Regions from separate parts of the Zea mays genome. Here region 1 is linked to region 2. A link is a contact called in public Hi-C data. All regions are on one chromosome and are shown on one strand. Each heading gives the region's core, a stretch centred on a gene start, on an enhancer-like site or on the middle of the called end of the contact. The rest is flanking DNA. Distances are from core to core; before and after follow the strand shown. Region 1 holds the start of LOC100273101 (putative serine/threonine protein phosphatase superfamily protein). Region 2 holds the start of LOC103654801 (cytokinin dehydrogenase 7).

What was found. A called contact is a pair of places that touch in the nucleus more often than the background predicts.
Region 1: a Hi-C map of leaf shows a contact between it and region 2, with 4 times the contacts expected there. The contact joins the promoter of LOC100273101 here to the promoter of LOC103654801 in region 2. A contact is called at or near these places in 3 of 25 Hi-C or Micro-C datasets (ear, leaf and tassel).

What each region holds. Positions count from the first base shown.
Region 1 is chr4:238,979,172-238,984,992 of Zm-B73-REFERENCE-NAM-5.0, forward strand. LOC100273101 (putative serine/threonine protein phosphatase superfamily protein) reads left to right here and starts at 4,352. Exons shown (of 6, transcript NM_001147550.1): 1 at 4,352-4,828. The coding sequence starts at 4,576.
Region 2 is chr4:238,621,282-238,627,205 of Zm-B73-REFERENCE-NAM-5.0, forward strand. It overlaps LOC103654801 (cytokinin dehydrogenase 7), which reads left to right and starts at 3,145. Exons shown (of 3, transcript XM_008681615.3): 1 at 3,145-3,840; 2 at 3,941-4,347; 3 at 4,446-5,393. The coding sequence starts at 3,243. The coding sequence ends at 5,045.

The DNA of each region.
Region 1 (5,821 bases), core at 3,102-5,601, 360 kb after region 2:
AACAGCCTGGTGACGTGGCTGGCGCACCGGACTGTCCGGTGCACCATTCGACAGCAGCCTCCACCAACGGCTATGTTGGTGGTTGGGGTTATAAATACCCCCAACCACCCACCATTCATAGCATCCAAGTTTTCAGCCTTCAAACCTCATACAAGAGCTATAACATTCAATACAAGACACAAACAAAGAGATCAAATCCTCTCCCAAGTCCGAAATCACTTCAAACAAATTAGTGACTAGAGAGAGAGACATTTGTGTTCATTTGAGATCTTGCGCTTGGATTGTTTTTCTTCTTCCTTCTTTCTTGTTTCCAACTCAATTGTAATCAAGGCAAGAGACACCAATTGTGTGGTGATCCTTGTGGGGACTTTGTGTCCCGATTGATTGATAAGAGAAGCTCACTCGGTCTAGGTGACCGTTTGAGAGAGGGAAAGGGTTGAAAGAGACCCGGTCTTTGTGACCACCTCAACGGGGAGTAGGTTTGCAAGAATCGAACCTCGGTAAAACAAATCACCGTGTCATCCACCTTATTTGCTTGTGATTTGTTTTCGCCCTCTCTTTCGGACTCGATTTTAACTCTAACGCTAACCCCGGCTTGTAGTGTGTGCTTAAGTTTATAATTTTCAGATTCCGCCTATTCACCCCCCCTTTAGGCGACTTTCAGGAACCCTTTATCCTGTTGCTGCACCGGACAGTCCGGTGCCACACCAGACATCTCTGACTTCTCTGCTCTGACTTCTGACGCGCACTATTCACTTTGGTAGTCGACCATTGGCGCAAGTTACCGTTGCTTCGTTGGCTCACTGGACATGTTCGGTGCACACCAGACAGTCCGGTGAATTATAGCGGAGCGGTCCTTGGTAAAACCCGAGAGTGGCCAGTTCGAGTGGAGCTCGGCCTGGGGCACCGTACACTGTCCGGTGCACCACTGGCAGCACTCTCTCAAGTCTTTGCTCTAAATTTGTTTGAGTCCCCAACTGAATTTCTTTCTTGGTTTGTGTTGAACCTTATGCACCTGAGATAAATGATATCTAAGAAAACTAATTAGTCCATGTGGTTTGTGATGGACGTCAACCACCAAAATCGATTATAGGAAATGATTAAGCTCATTTCCCTTTCAGCTAGCCCGAAAAATAATCTAGCAGAAACATCACTTCGCATCCACTACGGAATCAACGATTTTATTGATTCTTGGTAAAGGGAAGTTGTCCTTTGTACATGCTTTTTTGAGATTGTGAAATCGATGCATATTATCCATTTTTTGTTTTTCTTTTGGACCATGACAACATTGGCGAGCTAGGTGGGATAAGCAATTGGTTCAATGAATTTTGCTTTCAGTAAACGGTGGACTTCTGCCTTCACCGCTTCAGTTTTCTCATTAGACATTTTTCACGGCTTTTTGTTTCTTGGGGCGCATGGTGGGATCAATGCCCAAGCTGTGTTAAATGATGGTGCGGCTGACTCCGACGAGGTCTAGGGCGGACCACGCAGAGACATCCTTGTTGCGGTTAAGACAAGAAAGAAGCCTTTCGTCTTCTGCTAGCAGAAGGTCTTCGCTAACTAAAACTGTTTGATTGGGGTGATGGAGTCCGGGGTGACTGTTTTGACTCCCTAATTACTCTGCAACTGCGCATTGATCTTCTTGCCTTTGTTTGTGTGAGGGCTGTTGTGGTCTTCGCATTCTGTCGTGAGACAATGCACATTGTGCTGGCCGGGGACGAAGTCTCTTTCTATGTTCCTAGCTACCTGTTGATCTCCATATATGGTGATTGTGCCCTGGGGCCCTGGTATTTTCATGCACAGGTACAACCTGTGTATTGCTGCCTCAAATTTATTAATGGATTCTCGCCCCATGATGGCGTTGTAGGGATATACCATGTCGACTATGTCGAAGGTGACCTGCTCACTTTGCGCATTCAGCGCAGTGCTGAATGACAGTGGTAGCTTGATTTTGCGAATTGGGAAGGTTCCTTTTCCTCCGAAGCCATAGAGAGGGTTATCTGTTGGCTTGAGTAAGCTGTGGCTTATGCCCATTCGATCGAAGGCGTGTAAGAAAATGATATCTGCCTGACTGCCGTTATCGACGAGTACCTTGTGCAGATCCTATCCTGCTACTCGGCAGTTTATCACCATGGCATCGACATGGGGTGCACTACGGAAATCGATGTCTCTTGTGTCGAAGGTGAGTGATATAAGAGACCACTTTGTTTGAACGACAGGGCCGTTGAGGGCTACATGATTGACCTTTCGATAGTGGTCTTTCTTCTATCGTTTTGTGTCGAACTCGGAGCTAGATCCTCCGGTAATCATGTGAGTGACCCCTCGAAAGGGTTGATCGACGAAGTCCTCTTGTTTTGGTGCTGCTACTGCTGGTAACGATTGATTTGGATGCTGTGGTGGTGGTGGGGGCGATAGAGCTAGGATCTCTTGGTGTTGCTGGTATATGTTGTGGTGTTGCTGGTATATGTTGTGGTGTTGCTGGTGAGGATGGTAATGTTCATTGTGGAATTAGTGCTAGTTGTACTGTTGGAGATGGTAGGTGTGGGCGACAACTCTTTGGTTGTCTCTGGTTGCGTTACCGCCGTGACGACAAGCGGAGTCCCCAGTCTGTTGTGAAGAGGTGATAAATCTAAATCTCTACTACCTATTAAGACGGTAAGGGGTAGGCTGCCCCATTCCGTGTTCTGCCATTCCCATTCCGTCCTCACTGCAAAGCCAAAGCCTATTCCCATTCCCACGTGCATCCCACGCCTAGCTAAAATTAAATTAAAAAAACAGGCTCCAAGGGGATTCGAACCCGCGACCTCTCAAATAAATGTGTTTGTAGCTACCACTACACCACATGTGTGTTTATGTCTACATCTATTATAGTAAAAACATATAATACATCTCTCCCGAAGCCCACCTGCTACCCTTGCACAATGTGTAGTAGTAGATAAGTATCACTGAGATTATTAAATTATATTTTTGGATTGAGGGAGTAGTATTTAAAGAAGAGCCTTGCATGCAATTTCTTTTGTTTGAATAATGTTTTCAACTTAAATATTTTTTTTGCATGTGTAACATTTATTCTCCATAATATTTTCCATGGATCTAACTTATAAATCATTTTCATAAACCAATGCCAAAGATGAATCCATGTTTCTTACTTGGAAACCCCGAACAAACACCACTAGCACGAGGCGCTCGCGTTGGCGTCGCTCACCGACGACGAGAAGAAACTTGGCGACTGCCAGTTCGAACTCTGGAAGCAGTCCTACATGGCCCATGCGCCGCTGTGTACGGCAAGCTCCGGCGCAGCCGCCGCTTGGACGTGGTCCAGAGCGGCTGCACCGCGCTGTCCATCGTCAAACATGGGGACCTCATGGTCGTCGCCAATGTCGACGACTCTCGGGTTGTTCTGGGCATCGCAACCTACGACGACGCCATCACGCCGTCTAGCTCATCATCCACCTGAAGCCTAACCTGCCACGTAAGTCGCTACTGACCGACCATGAATTCTTGTGCGCTGGAATGATGACCATTGTTGTTGTTGTGTGAGTGTCCTCGAATAAGATGTATGTAGAGGAGTAGCACATCCGGTGGTGCAACGACCAGGTGTACTACCTCGCTGATGAGCCCGGGGTGCACTTCATTTGGCAGCCCAGCCAAGAGTGATCGGTACTCACCATATCGCGCGCGTTCGACGACTATTATATCAAGGATTGTGGCGTCATCTCGACACCGGAGGTGAGCAGAGGTGGACCGACAACAATGACCACTCGCCATCGTCGGGGTACCTTTTGTGCCGGCCTGCCTTTAATTCTCTTCGCAAACACACACTTGCATTTTTTGTTTAAGCAAGCGTGTATGGTGGTGCGTGCCTGATAACTAACGATGTACGACGGAACTTCTACCGGCAGGTGTGGCACGTGCTCTCCAATAATGAGACCATGCAAATCATGACATATATCGAAGTCTGCATGATACTGATGGTTGCAATGTAGTAGTGAAACAACTAAATTAAAATAACAAAATTTATGTATGGCTAGGATCACAAATGGATTATGAAATATTTTCTTATAACAATATAAGACATATTTTGTATATAAGTTATCATGATATTATATGTTCCCGTTGCAACGCACGGGTACTGACCCAGTAAATTAAAGAACACACCTTTGACGAATCCAGTAAATCAAATAACACACCTTTGACGAATCCAATATTAACTAGTCATTTTATCGAAGGCGTTTTTTCGAGTCCTAACAAATCAAAAATCCACCTACCTTACCCCTGCTAATTACAATTCCACCCCTCCGAAACCATCAAACCACACACGAACCTAGATCGACCTGCTCGCTCTGCACACCTGGAACAACGTGTTCCTCGTCCCGAGAAGAGTCGAGGAAAAATCTCGCATTCGCAAACCAAGCAAATGGAGGCATGAGCTCCGCCGCCTCCCCGTCTCTCGCCGATCTCCCCCAAACCCTAGCCTCGACCTGACCGCCAGCGGGCCCGCAGGCCGGAGAAGGAGTCGGAGTCGCCCCCACCCACCCACCCTCTGCCGCGGGCGGGGAGCGGGCGGCGGACGAGATGCCGTCGCACGGGGATCTGGACCGGCAGATCGCGCAGCTGCGCGACTGCAAGTACCTGCCCGAGGCGGAGGTCAAGGTGCTCTGCGAGCAGGCCAAGGCCATCCTCATGGAGGAATGGAACGTGCAGCCCGTGCGCTGCCCCGTCACCGTCTGCGGCGACATCCACGGCCAGTTCTATGACCTCATCGAGCTCTTCCGCATCGGCGGCGACTCTCCCGACACCAACTACCTCTTCATGGGCGACTACGTCGGTGCGTGGCTACGCTTCCCCGCCCTGTCTCCCACGCTGCTCTGTCCTGGTCCCGGTTTCTCTCCCCTTGCCCGCCCGCGCCCTAACTTTCTCTCACGATACCTAAGTCGGCCGATCTGTGATATGCGAGGCTTGGTGCAGGCCGAAGTATGGGGATTTTTAGATCCTGCGGTAAACCTGAAAGGTTCTTGGTTTTTATGCGTCTGGCTCTGGCCAGATTGTTGGAAGAATCTGGTTATCGGGAAATCAGGGAACGTCTTTACTGCTTAACATAGTCTACTTGAGTTCTTGTAGTTCGGCTTGTTATGCGTTCGTTGCTTTTGGGTCTAGCGTGATCTTGTTGCTGCTGTTGCCTTTTAGCCCATTTGGCTACCGAGAGGACAATAATTCTCATCTATCAGCATTTGTATTCCTCCAGCAGTTTTCATAAGAATTGTGAGCGTGCTTCAGAATTCAGAGAGTGTGGTTGATTTGTTGGCCTGTTGTTTTTGAACCATGGTTATTAAAGCGGTAAAACATTAAAACGTTATGAAGCACCTTTTTAACATTTAAACCCATGTTTTCAAGTCGACAAGGTACCGACTTGGTGATTAGTCGATAAGTCAGTCGACTAGCCATCGACTTGCCAATATAGTGGCTGACTGGCTGTTTTGCCTATAGCATTTATATATGAAGAAAGTGCATGTTTTACCTCATTTGAAGCCTGAAATTGAACCAAACTGAAATAAACAGCAAGTCTTACCTCATTTGAAGTCTCAAACTGAACCAAATCAGCCACATAAGTGATAAGTCATAAACTCATAAGTCATAACAGCCATATATAGACATAGTTCAAATTGGAAATCAAATAGCAAGAAAATATAGTTCAAACTTGAAAGGAAATAAGGTCCATTAGATAGCTAAGCTGCTGCTGCAGCTAGATAGATACTAGATACCCTAAATATCTCCCAAATCAAGATCATCCAAATCAAGATCAGCCACATAAGTGTTGGGA
Region 2 (5,924 bases), core at 1,895-4,394:
TTAGATCGTAGTCGTGTCGTCCTCTGTTGACTTTCGCACCTTCAGCAGGGCAGGTGAACGTATGGGCGCACATTCTAAGATCGGAGTGGTTGGCTGAGTCGGGAACCTTCCGGAGCATCAGAGTGGTTGGCGAGTCTGGGGTTGGCCTCGGTCGAGTCGTGACTGTGTCTCTCGCCCGGGGTTGGCTTCGAGCGAGCCATGACTGCGTCTCCTGTCTGATGTTGGCCCTAGACGAGTTTGTGATTGTGTCTCCCACCCGAGGTTTGTCTCGGGCGAGTCGTGACTATGTTTCCGACCCATACAGGGTTGGTCTCGGGCAAATCGTGACTTAGATCCCTTGTGTCTTGGTAAGGTTGAGAGTGTGTTTACTTATGGCCCTATTCATGGGTCACCATCACGCGCAGACTCGTAGTAGGCTATAGTAGTACCTTGCAAATATGTATCTTAAATAAATAAATAAAAGATGTTAGATGCCCGAATTAGAGCTCATAATATATTGGGTTCTTGAATGTCAAAGCTTCTACCAGCAATAATAATTAATTATCTCCCAAGAAATTACTCACGGTGGAATATATTATATCTTTATTTTACTAGGAAACAACAATTTAAGTTGGTAAGTCATTACTTCATTTGTCAACAATAATATCTCCTATATATCCATTGTCATAGATATTTTGTAAGGTATAGGCCCTGTTTGGCACAGCTGGTGCTTGTTGAAAAAGCAGCTTATCTGAGAAGCTGGTGAAAAGCAGCTTCTGTTTGTTGGCTGCTTTTAGTGTATTCTGAGAAGCAGCTGAACTGAGCTGAACTGATAAGTTGCTGCAGAAGCTGCCTGTTTGGCAGAACCTCTGCTTAAATTTGTGAAGAAGCTGAAAATAAGTTGTGCCAAACAGGGTCATAAGCTCGTTCTGAGTGGGAGTTTTATTAAAGTTCTATTGTCATTAAATGGCATGTCACGTAAACAAATAAGATGACATGACATACAATTTAATAAAGAGAGAAATAAGAGAGTTTCACGGGAGATAAGAGAGTTTCGTAGGGATAAAATTCTAGATACACTATTTTCTAAATAAATGTTGGCATGACAACCTTACGATAAAATATGCATTGAGAATGATCTTATAATACAAATGCAGACGTTTAAAACGAACGAACACACACGTACGGACATACCCTCAATCCCTGTGCAACCAAACAAATCCTAAAAACATGGTCTATAACCGCAAACATATACACCCTACATTAAAATATTATTGTCGTTGAACCCTATGAAACTTCAATATAGACGAATACAGATCAAACCAACTGAAACTGAGATACACTCGGGTTGCCAATGCCACACAGCTATATGTACTTCTTGTTTAAATAAAAATTGTGGTTGACGATAGTGAACCATTTCCCTGTTATATATATATAAAGCTTACCGGTGCTCATTTAAAACCTCGCCAATGGTTATCAGTATTTTGTGCCCATTGGATCGAACGCAATAATTATGCCACGAAAATAACTATACAATAATTATGCTCGTGGCGTCCTGCGCTGCACCGTACAGAACGCGCACGCACAGAATGTCAACGCACACTCACACAGAAAGTACCCCTAAAAACGTGGGACGACAAATCTGCTGGTTTGATTTGGTCTGGAAAAAATATAGCCCCTCGACGTTCATGCACCCTCGCAGCCTGCAACCTTACTATATTGTTCTTGCATCCGGTTGTTCTTTTTATTTGTTTAAAAAAAATCCATAGTCCTGCCGTCTTGAAGGATATGTTTTTCTTTACCCATGCACGGCGGAGTTTAAATTTGCGCTGACTCGACTGCTCGTGAACAGAGACAAGTATGATATCGTTGAGTTCCAAATTTAAAAAAATCAATAAAAAAAATTTAAAACAGAATGTTGACGAGGGAAAAAAATATGAAGGTGCTTGCACACCTGTCACTCCATGCCGGACATCAACAGATTAATTGTTCAAGTGGTGGGAGTCAGCTGCTTCCAGTTTACCTGCCTGCGCCAGCGGTTGGTAGACAGGATTGTTGCCACGTGGACGAAATCTCCTGCCGCCAGCTGGTTGATCACGGCAGGCAGTCACATGCTTCTTGCCAAGATTACCGCGAGGGTGTAATCGTCTGGGTTATATTAAGGCACCGTTTGCTTCCATTAAACTTTAGTCCCTACCTTATTTGGTTATAGTGATTAAACAGATTCTAACTACATTAAATACAACACATAAAGATCAAAATAATTTTTTTTGTTTCACACCAGTTTTCTAAGCAATAGCAATTGGAGTAAATGTTACCCTTTAATTCCTTTAGCACTCATGTGAGGGACTAAAGACTAAAGTCAATTATTCCCTATTTTAGTCCTTCTGTTTGGCAAAATAGAGACTAAACGGGACTAAAAGCCAGAAACTAAAGATTAGTCTCTCTAACCATGACCGATTCAGGCTAGAACTACAGTCTATAACTACTTTTTACATAGATTAATTTATTCCTTTGCTATATACTAGTCTGTAAAAAAATTAAGATATATGTAAAAACAAACTGTAGCTACGCATGTTTTAGTTTAACATAGTTGATAGTTGTACTCCTTCCGTTTCTTTTTAGTTGTCGCTGGATAGTTCAATTTTGTACTATCCAGCGACAACTAAAACGAAACGGATGGAGTAATTTATTGAAGTCTACTCAAACAAAAAAAATTGCTATATGATAGTTGTAAGAGAAAAGCTTTACCTTTTATTTGAGTAGGAAAGAGAACTAACAGGCAGCTTATATTTTGGCCACTGTACCGGCCCGCCCCAGCTATTTTTAAGCCAGCAAAGGCACGAAAAAAAAAATTCTCGGAATCTCTCTGACCTTACACGATCCATTTAAAAAACAACGACATTGCTCTGGCCAATGATCATTTCATACTCTCAGCAAGTCAACATCTCCAAACCAGAAGATGGGACCCATCAACATAAGTTCACCACCAGTGTGGCTTCACAGGTACATTGCTCTTTGTTTTTAGCAAAGTCAATCAGCTTCAGAATATTCAGAACAAATTTCAGTAATCCGAAAGGCTGTTGTGCTTCCATTTGTCAACGTTTGCGAGGCCAGATGGTACCCCCGCCTATAAATACCATGGAAGTTCTTGGCCTCTAAGACACACAAGCGATCTCTACTCCTATAGTTTCTATAACCCCCACAAAAGCGTCCAGGTCCCACAGTCACCTCCGATTGCATTGTGTTGCCGCAAGACAAGCATGGCAAGGACTCGTTTCGTGGCCGTCGCCGCCCTCCTCACAAGCTTCCTCTCCGTCGCTGTTGGGCAGCCCCGGCCACTGCCCGCCGCCGTCCTCCCGAGCGATCTTTTCGGGCTGGGCATCGCGTCGAGGATCCGCACGGACCGCAACTCGACGGCTAAGGCGGCGACGGACTTCGGCCAGATGGCGAGGGCAGCGCCGGAGGCCGTGTTCCACCCCGCCACGCCGGCCGACATCGCCGCGCTCGTCCGGTTCTCCGCCTCGTCGGTCGCTCCGTTCCCTGTGGCGCCGCGCGGGCAGGGCCACTCCTGGCGCGGCCAGGCGCTCGCCCCGGGCGGCGTCGTCGTGGACATGGGCTCGCTGGGGCGCGGCCCCCGCATCAACGTGTCCGTCGCGGAGCCGTTCGTCGACGTCGGCGGGGAGCAGCTGTGGGTCGACGTCCTCCGCGCCACGCTGCGACACGGCCTGGCGCCCCGCGTGTGGACCGACTACCTCCGGCTCACCGTCGGCGGCACGCTCTCCAACGCTGGCATCGGCGGGCAGGCGTTCCGGCACGGCCCGCAGATCGCCAACGTGCATGAACTCGACGTCGTCACAGGTATTGATTGATCGATGGTTACACTCCCAGTGACAATTACATATGCAGCTAATCACACACGAATGCTAATAATAGTTTATACATGTCATGAACAATGCAGGCACAGGTGAGATGGTGACATGCTCCATGGACGTGAACTCGGACCTGTTCATGGCGGCTCTAGGTGGGTTAGGCCAGTTCGGGGTCATAACCAGGGCACGGATCCGGCTTGAGCCGGCGCCCAGGAGGGTGCGCTGGGTTCCACTTGCCTACACCGACGTCGCTACTTTCACCAAGGATCAGGAGTTTCTCATATCGAACCGGGCTAGCCAAGTCGGGTTCGACTACGTCGAAGGCCAGGTCCAGCTCAGCCGGTCCTTGGTCGAAGGTCCCAAATCAACACCCTTCTTCTCCGGCGCCGATCTTGCTAGGCTTGCTGGACTCGCGTCGAGGACCGGACCTACTGCGATATACTACATCGAAGGCGCCATGTACTACACCGAGGACACCGCGATATCTGTGGATAAGGTACAGATCAGCTTGAACACAAAAAAAAAAACCTCGAACTTTATTGTTGCTTTGGACGAAAGGAAACTCATTTGTTGTTGATGTATGAATCGTTGCAGAAAATGAAGGCACTCCTGGATCAGCTGAGCTTCGAGCCAGGGTTTGCGTTCACCAAGGACGTGACGTTCGTGCAGTTCCTCGACCGGGTGCGCGAGGAGGAGAGGGTGCTCCGGTCAGCCGGCGCGTGGGAGGTGCCGCACCCATGGCTGAATCTCTTTGTCCCGCGGTCGCGCATCCTCGACTTCGACGACGGCGTGTTCAAGGCTCTACTCAAGGACTCCAACCCAGCTGGGATCATCCTCATGTACCCCATGAACAAGGACAGGTGGGACGACCGGATGACAGCGATGACCCCAGCCACGAACGACGACGACGTGTTCTATGCCGTCAGTTTCCTTTGGTCAGCACTGTCTGCAGACGACGTGCCCCAGCTCGAGAGATGGAACAAGGCAGTGCTGGACTTCTGTGATCGGTCGGGGATAGAATGCAAGCAGTACCTGCCACACTACACATCTCAAGACGGGTGGCGACGGCATTTCGGCGCGAAATGGAGCAGGATCGCTGAGCTGAAGGCCAGATATGACCCTCGGGCGTTGTTGTCGCCCGGCCAGAGGATTTTCCCGGTGCCAGTAGAGGCATCTGGCATTGCTTCTGCCTGATTGACTGTTTGGTTCGTGGCTAAACCTGCCACACTTTACCTAAGGTTAGTCGTTCAAATTGAATAACTAACCTTAAGCAGAAAAGTTAGGTAAAGTGTGGCAAGTTAGTCATCAAACCAAACAGACCCTCATGTATATCTTAGGTCTTTCATAGTAAGGTAGGTCTATTTTGTATTAATTAGGAAGCAATAGGGTACTGATTAGGAAGCAATAGGGTACTGACTTTAATCTTTTTTAGAGGTCTATTTGTACAAAAAAAAATGGGTTGTTAAGAAGGTGAAAGCCAACGCAAGGGTGGTAAAAGAGAATTATAGAAATTAAGCCAGCCATTGGTGGCGACGGCTGCAACCCCTCCGCACCATGCGAACCTCGTCAGCTTCCTCGACCTCGACCTTGTGATCCTCGCCGCTCACTCCGACCACCGTCATGTCCCATGCTTGATGACGACATAAATTCCAGATCACATTCTAGCTCTTGCTAGATCGTCGGGACGGGGTCACTACGGACCAAAGAACGCAGCAGGTAACCCATACTCTTTCGTGACATTTACGTGACGAAAAAATGACTAACTTTCGAGCAAACTAGCAAATGAACTAGTGAAGATCTCATCCAAAAAAAAATCCTATCTAGAGAAAGACATCTCCGTGTTGACCTAGGTCAGCCGACGAGCCTAGAATGCCATCCTTTATCGTCAGATCAAGAGAACAATAGCAACATGTGGTTGAAAAAAAATTTACGAAAACAATAGTAAATATAAAAAGATCAATTCTGTGTTGGATATCTCAATCAACCATGTACCTCCCTATTTTAAAGGAAGTAGGAGTGGTCTTATACTATTAGAAAACTAATGTGGTATATGTCGCTTTTATAAAGTTTTCC